2 separate regions of the Rattus norvegicus genome follow, and region 1 is linked to region 2. The links are chromatin contacts, called in public Hi-C maps. All regions are on one chromosome and are shown on one strand. The core of a region is the stretch at or near the end of the contact, and the rest is flanking DNA. Distances in the headings are between cores, read along the strand shown. Region 1 has its middle 5.6 kb from the start of Fas. Region 2 holds the start of Acta2 (actin alpha 2, smooth muscle).

Region 1 (4,008 bases), core at 612-3,111, 34 kb after region 2:
TCTGGGCACATTCCTTTGGGTAGTACTGTCTCTTGGGGCACATGAACATGCTTGTACACAAGGAAGCTCAGGAAAGGACACCAGAATCCAGCTAATTTATCTTCAACACGTTGACTTGTAAAGCCACACTGGAACTAGCGATGGAGCTGGCTCTCAGGTATACTAAACGCTTTGCACACACAGTCTCTTCATCCCATGAGAAATATAATTTTCCAGAGGTGAAAATGCCTTGTGGTCCTCACTTAAGATTAACTAGCAAAGTTAAAATTCTTCCTTTTCCCTGTCTATAAACCTAAATACTTTCTTTCACAAGCTGAGATTTTATTGAGGAGTAGAGTCCCCAGACATTCCAATTCCTCACACACATACCGTCACTCTGAAGACTTACACTGTGTTCATGTACCTAAATGAAGAGTATTGTTCCTCCTCGAACTTGCTCCAGTGATGTTCCTGCTTCAAGGTTGGCAAATTTCGTAAGACCTCACATAATAACCAAATGCTCACAAACCACCGACTCACAATTTTAAGCCACACACAGAACATACCCCAAATCTCAATGTTTCACAGCACATTATCACAACTGTTAGGAAAATCGACCTTATGACCAGAGCTGTTACAGTTCTGACAGAGCAAGGAACAAGGAGTGGTTTCCTTAGGAAATGATTCTACTAGAAACACCAGACCAGATATAACCGAAAATAGTCCAGACACGAATGCATGACTGAGACTCCAAGTTGCCATTTAGTTTGTTTTGTCCCATAGGATATGAAACTAGACCCTTCTATGGAATGTTATGGTGACCCCCGAGACAGTCACAGCCTCTCCTGATTCAGTATCCTGCTTCCGGTTGTACCCCAAAATAAACAACCAGCAAATGATTTAACCTCTTAAAAAAATATTTACACTTTTAAAATGGGACGAGGTGCTATTCCCTCACCTTTTAAAATGTTTCTTGAGCTACCAAAAAGCTCGCATTTACAAAAGAGTTGATAAAAATATTCCTCTGGATTGTACAAGAAGGGAGGCGGGGACCACTGACAGATGTGATGGATGCTTAGTCGGACTTGGCTTCTTTCTCTTCCTCAGAGGCTGGACTCTGGTTTTCAGTCTTTCCCTTTTCTGCAGGCAAATCCGTAGTTTGCTGGTCACTTTGCCTTTCGCTCCCCTTTTCACTCTCGTTTGCACTTCTCTCTCTCTCTCTCTCTCTCTCTCTCTCTCTCTCTCTCTCTCTCTCTTTCCCTCTCTCCCTCTCTCCTTCTCTCCCCCTCTCCCCCTCTCCCCCTCTCCCTCTCTCCCTCTCTCTCTTTCTTTTTGTCAGATAATTTATCCTTTCCGGTGGCCTTTTTAGGCTTCGCATCCACATTGGCAGGGGCAGGCTTGGCCCACAGCCTCGCGGTGCGGCGCCTGTGCTCCGCCTTTGCCACTCCATCCGCGCTAACCTTCCTCAGGATGGAAGACGCGTGGGAAGCCGGATCTGTCACGGAGCTGCACTGCCTAGCCACCACCACAGGAACTCCTATGACCCCCTAAATACATTTTATTGGTCAATAGAAAGTCTGATGAGTCCTTTGGTAAGTGTAAGCTCTAATGCCCTCTAGTGACAGAAGATTTGTTTCGTAGAGAGTGTCTGTCTTAGAGGGACTATCTAGGCAATCTTCCTTATTTAAGTTTGAAAACAAAATAGCAAATATTAAGCAACTACTTTTGGTAACAAAGGATTTCTTACACTAACCATAGCTTTAATGGTCCCCAAAGAAACTGAGTGTTGTAAGAATCTAGCTTTTACGAAAGCTGAGAACTGACTGGGTTAGGCAGTGTGGGGGTGCCAAGTTTCAAACCTAAAGATAGTCATCCCAGGAGTCAGGCAGAGCCCCAGGCTCCACCTCTCCATGCGGCTTCCTCTCAGTGTGAGCACCATGCTTTTCTCTCTGTCAAACCAAGGGACTTTTTCCACAACCAACTGTACCAATAGCACATCTCATGTATATGTATCCATCCCATTTCAAATCCAATGAGAAAGACTTTGTGTCTCAGTTGCTTCCAGAAAATGATGCCAAGGTTAATTCCAACAGAATGGGATATGTTGTTTTCCTGGGCCAAGTAGAGTCCCTGGTTCTAGGCTTGGTGTCAGCTTTGCTATGATGGTTAATATTCTCTGTCACGTTGGCTAGACTGTGGTGCCTGTACATTTAGTCAAACACTCTTTTTGTTTCTGAGACACTCTACTTTGTATGAAATTCAAACTAAATCCATAGGCTTTTTGTAAAATCATGGCCCTTAACAATGTGACTAGGTGTCCTCCAGGAAGCTCAAGGCTTTATGAAAAAGACTCACCATGATTGGGGAAGGGAGGAGTCCCACCAGCAGACAGTCTTTGGATTTGAACTATAGGTTCTAGGTACATCACACTGGACAATCATGTGACCTAATTCCAGAAGATCTATCATCTCTGTATCACCTCTCATCCATCCATCCATCCATCCATCCATCCATCCATCCATCCACTCATCCATCCATCTATCCATCCATCCACCCATCCATCCATCCATCTTCTCTTCTATTGATTCTGTTTCTCATCCCCTGGAAAGCACTGACTAAAAGAACCACTCATATAAGATAGTCAAGGACAGAGGGGATGAGTGGTTTTCCCAGAACCATCCTGGAAGTCCCAGTACTAGGAAGGAGGAGAAAAGATATAGGGTTAAATAAAAGTCATGATGTCCACTACAGCTGGAGATTATTAAATTAACTTATTGCTATTTAGATAAGGCAGTTTGGCTGACAGCAGTGTTTTAAAATATTAACTCCACTGAAGAAAGAACAGAAATATTGTTGGTAGTGAAAAGTTAAAATGTTTTTACTTCCCAAGCTACAATCCACAGACTACATGAAATTCAAGAGGAAGGGCAAAATGTAGATGCTTCAGTCCTTCTTAGAAGGGGGAACAAAAATATTCATAGGAGGAGATATGGAGACAAAGTTTGGAGCAGAGACTGAAGGAAAGGCCATCCAGAGACTGCCCCACCTGGGGATCCAGCCCATATACATACAGCCACCAAACCCAGACAATATTGCTGATGCCAAGAAGTGCATGCTGACAGGAGCCTGATATAGCTGTCTCCTGAGAGGGTCTGCCAGAGCATGACAAATACAGAGGCAGATACTTGCAGCCAACCATTGAAATGAGCCCAGAAAGCAGTGCTATCTGTTTACAGTAGGCATATACTTTAACTTGCATGGTTTAGCTTGAGTAAGATGGTACGACTGTCCAAAGCACTCCCCTCCTCCTGTGGCGTGCCTGAAGCTATGTGAAATATCACATTTCTTGGAGCTAGGGAGCAAGTTCAGTGGGTATGATTGCTTGGTGTGCAAGCATGAATGCTCCCATTTAGATCCCCAACATCCACTGAAAAAGCCAGGCATGGTCTCCTCCTCTACTCCAGATCTGTCTGGGGACAGAGATAAGAGGATTTATGGGCCACTAAGGTTGGTTAAGTGACAAAGCATTAAGCTCCAGTTTCAATGACATAACCTGTCTCAAAGGAATAAGGTAGCTAGTAATAGAGGACAGTCTATGACATGCATGGATGCACGTTTGCACACACACACACACATACACATAATACATACATACATACATACATACACACACACACACACACACACACACACACACCAATTGTTTGGGTTTGGTCTTGACACTTGAAGGGATGGTGACTCTTCAAAATGTACTATTAGAATAAAAATAACTTATACTGCCTTTGTCACTGTGATAAAACATTTATCCAAAGCAATTTAAGGAGGGAAGAGTTTATTTCCTCTTCCCGCTACTTGTGACAACTCCCAGACCACCATCCATCACTGAGCAAAGTCAGGGCAAGAACCTGGAACAGAAGTGAGGAAAACACACTGCTCACCTCAGATTTCTTTGTTACACAACACAGAGCCACTTGCCTAGGGGCGGCACTGTTCACCTTCCTGCGTCAGTCAGCAATGTTCTGATGGAAG
Region 2 (4,297 bases), core at 886-3,385:
CTACTCTAGTAGAGAATATTGGATTGAAATTTTTGATGGGGGTGTTTGCAATTTTAGGAGTTACAACATTTCCTCATTAATCAAAATCACTGCTAAGCTGAAAATCCAACAGGATGATAATAGCTATTCTTACTTAAGACTGATAAGTTACAGAAAGAAACTTAATATGACCGTAATAAAATGTGAATTGCCCCCCACTCCCTCACCCCCAAAGCTTACTTATTCTCTCCAAGATATTTACTGGGGTTCTTTGGAAGTGGCAAGTATCAGGTTTTATAGATTTTTTTTCTTCCCTGAGTTCTGGTATTTCTTCTAACCTTGACTAACTGAGCACATACTCTTTTGGGCTTAAAATAGCATTTTAAGTAATTGACATTTAAGCTTGTGTTTTCGACAGCTTCAGGGGACATCAAGGGCATTGTACAAGCATTGCTTGTCGATCTCATCATGTGACTATTGTCTTTACCCAGAGATTCTGTTTGTGATTTTGGTTTCCTTTCAAACCCTGCCTCCAAAATCAGAGTGAAATCTTCAATGCCTGGGTTCCCCTCACAAGAACGGAATAATGGGATCTTGGTTGGTTTGCTCTTTCCTCTCTCTACTCTGCCTCTTCTTTCAGACACTGAATTATATTTAGCTTCCTTTCCAGTGGACGATAAAGACTCAGAAGACAGTCTCAAAGCACAGAGAGGCACAGCAGCCAGGTGACTGGCAGAGGCAGCCAGCAGCAAAGGACCAGCAGAGAGTCTACAGGAAGCCTGCTGTCCACACATAGCATCCGGGCTGCAAATGAGATAAACCACTCGGAATTAGGATGCCCTTTGAAAACGGGGAAGGATAACCCACATAAACTGTTGGGCAGGATGACTTAAGGTTGTGCCTTAGTATATTCAGAGAAATAAGCTTCCTAGTTTTTTTTTTAAATGCAAGTAAAAATCACTAATTCAGTAAAGACGTATTTCTACTTCATCCAAAATATCCAGAAAATATGTCTTAATAAGCTTTGAAAGGAGCGTCGTCACTAGAGAAGACGTCGGTGTGTTTCCAGAGGAAACTGCCGCTGTGGTTTGCAACTCTTATCTAACCTGAAGGAGCAGCTCAGTTTGAAGCAGGGAGCATTTCCTAATTAGGTAAAACACACTGGGCTCCAGCGTCCGCTTTTGGAACTGCACCCGAGGCCGGGGAGTTTGGTGCAGCACAGTGGAGCTCATCTTGTGCCAAAAATGAATTGTAAGAGGGGAGGGGAGGGAGGAGGAAAGGACAGTAACCTTCCCAGTTTGTGAGTCTCAAAACGCAAACCATATTTAGTCATGAATCACAAAATGGGAGGAAAATCTTATCGAGAAAACTCCGTTCCCTGCAGAAGCTACCAAGTCCTGAGTGGGGTGGCTCCACAGAGACTCTGCCTAAGGGGCCAGAGGGACACTTGAGGCAGAGAAACGCAAATCAGATCTCCCCGAATGAGACACTTCCTCATTTCCATTTCTTTGCAGAGAGTAGAGGAGCTATGCTTTGCTGCAAATGACCAATGACATAGGTTTGAATCGTAAGGGCACAAGATATACATGTCTACTGTTAGAGCCCCGGAAACCCAGAGGCAACGCAGTCCACTCAGCCAAAACCAGAGCGCAGGCAACCGCGCCAGTTCACTCCTGACATCCACTTCCAGTTAACCCGGCTGTACTCGGTCAGATGGAAAGTCCTCACACTAAGTCTGAACCATAGACAAATCCAAAAGTGTCCAACACCTAAGTAGAAACAAATGTATAATTTACCATAGATGGCTGGACTTCTCCCCTACAGTAGGCTGCGGGATCCGAGCAGTTGGTTTAGTGTAAACAGATTTCACAGATGCCACGCATGAACAAACTTTAATTTCCTCTCCATCTCCTTTGCCAGTAAACCACGATTCATTTTTAGTCCCGTTTAGATACGAAATCATGCAAGCTAAGGAGCTACAATCATTTTAACAGCATAAATCTTTATTCAAAAATTCAAAACATGTGAGTCATTCAGATTACTACAGACAACGTCTGGTTCCACTGGATGATTAAAAAGCCTGGGAAAACTCTAAGTCACATCCCTGGGCTGGGGCCACTTACCCTGATGGCGACTGGCTGGGCTTCTCCACTCTGGGTGGGTGGTGTCTGGGGAGGCTGAATGCTGAAGGGTTATATAGCCCCCTGGTCTGATCCCCTCCCACTCGCTTCCCAAACAAGGAGCAAAGACAGGCTGAAGCTGGCCGTTCACTCTAACACAACCATATAGGGACCTCAGCACAAAACTCTCTAATCTGGGTGGCCAGAGGCCTGGGTCTCTTCCACTGCATTCCTCTGCTCTGCTCTCGAAACAGGAGGCAGTTCAGCTGCTTATGGGGATAAACATCCTGAGCCCTCAGAACAACTGCTCAAATGCCCAGACACTGGGCTAGTGCCATGGAGCAGACGCAGGCATGGTTTGCACATTCCTCAGAAGATGCCAGCTCTTCCTGTCAGGCTAGCCTTTGGGTCCATTAGCTAAGGGCTTGAGATGAGGAAGGGCCTGTCTCTGACTAGCTGGGACTTTAAGGCAACACTGTTGCAAAAGGTAGCCTATAACAAAAGATGCTTGGGTCACCTGCGAATCTGCAGAGGAGTGATCATTTTATGGAAGCCACATTGTATGTAGTCTGGAGTCTGTGTGTAGTATCAATGAAGTCTGTATGTATTACATATGGAAGTATGTAATCAGGATTCACCAGCCTATGTTACCCTAAGAGGAACTTAGAAGTCAGAATCACTGTAACTGCGTTAACCCTTAGGTACAGTCCACGTGCATGTTGTTGGTTTATCGCTGACCCTTGATATCATGCTTAAGGACCGTCTTTTGGCCACAGAGATGACCCATTGCCCCGTCATAAAAAAAATTGTAAAAGAAGTTTGAAATGTTGAAATGAAGCCTGCTCATCCTCCTCCGTGTCTATGAGCCCACTGGACAGAAAGAGCGATCAAGTGACCCTGCCATTCTTCAAAGACATCATCAGCTCTTTGGCTTCAATGGACAGTCAACGACTTTACCTTTCTCTACTTCCCTCCTGCAAGCCAAGGTTCTGATTCAATTCATGATGGAGATATTTTAGACGGATTCCATAAGTGGCTCTGAACTGTTGGCATGTCAGGGAAAGCCCAGGGTGAATGCCAGCAGCTGTCTACTCACGCTACCATGTCTCATGCTCTTGATTAATGGTGTCCACCTGCACCCAGGCACGCATAGCTGTCTTTGAGAATTACACCGTTGACTCTTAGAAGAGTCTAATGGTTGCTAAATAATAATGGGGTTTCTTTGTGTTGCTTAAGAGTTTTCTACTCTGTATCTGGTTTCACCAACTAAGAAATACATTGTCTGATCACTCAAATACAGAGACTGCATTTTGTGAGGCAGAATGGGACATTTATGATTAATGCAACCGGTTTTATCATAGGCATCATATAAAGTAAAGTTCCATGTTTTTCTTTGTTTTTTTTGTTTTTTTGTTTTGTTTTTGTTTTATTTTTTACTTTAGAACCTGGCATGGATATCTGTGCTGATGTTTTGTTTCATGAGTGTTGGAGTGTTGTCTTGGTCATTTCAAGATGCTAATTCCTTTAAAAACCAAGAAAAGAGCTTTGATAATCTTATAACTTTTTTGTTTATACTGGTTGTATTTGTCAATAATCAGAATATTATGACAAGAAGAAGAAAGTAAGTTTCAGTTGTTTTATTTATTTTAAGAATTTCAAAAAGCAATCTGAAGTAACCAAGGAGGATTTGCTCAATTTTTGAGCAAGTAATTAATGGTCACAATGTGTGAGTTTGAGGGTTTTTAAAAATATTTATTTATTTATTTACTTATATTTATTTATTTATTATGAGCACAGTGTAACTGTCTTCAGATACACCAGAAGAGGGTATCAAATATCATTACAGATGGCTGTAAGCCACCATGTGGTTGCTAGGATTTGAACTCTGGAAGAGCAGTCAGTGCTCTTAAACACTGAGCCATCTCTCCAGCCAGAGTTTGAGATTTTATATCCAGCTCCAGTCTCTTCTGGGAGAGAAAGGCCCACTGGATGAGTGCGTACAAGTTTACAGAGCTCCACTGAGCGCTTAGATAACTGCCAGGGTTGGCAGCCATGGATGCAAGGAGCTACGGACTGATTGGGGAGCGTACATCTGGTCACTTGGTTGCAGTTCAGGGAAACTAGAAAATAAATCCAAGCTATAAGCACACACTGAAGAGTCATCTCCAGCTGTATTGCTCCACAGACATCACAGAATG

Evidence for each region. Hi-C and Micro-C count contacts between places; a contact is called where the count stands out from the background.
Region 1: a Hi-C map of the A7r5 cell line shows a contact between it and region 2, with 4 times the contacts expected there. The contact joins the enhancer-like site here to the promoter of Acta2 in region 2. A contact is called at or near these places in 9 of 12 Hi-C or Micro-C datasets (the A7r5 cell line, Schwann cells, frontal cortex and 4 more).

Annotation. Positions count from the first base shown.
Region 1 is chr1:241,204,575-241,208,582 of GRCr8, forward strand. No RefSeq gene overlaps it. Among named protein-coding and RNA genes, the nearest start is that of Fas, 5.6 kb to the right of the region's middle. Within about 2 kb of position 1,862, at least 16 of the 93 cell types and tissues checked have an H3K27ac peak or open chromatin away from gene starts, as enhancers often do. A contact at or near this core is called in the A7r5 cell line and liver, where this site is marked.
Region 2 is chr1:241,170,368-241,174,664 of GRCr8, forward strand. Acta2 (actin alpha 2, smooth muscle) reads right to left here and starts at 2,136. Exons shown (of 9, transcript NM_031004.2): 1 at 2,103-2,136.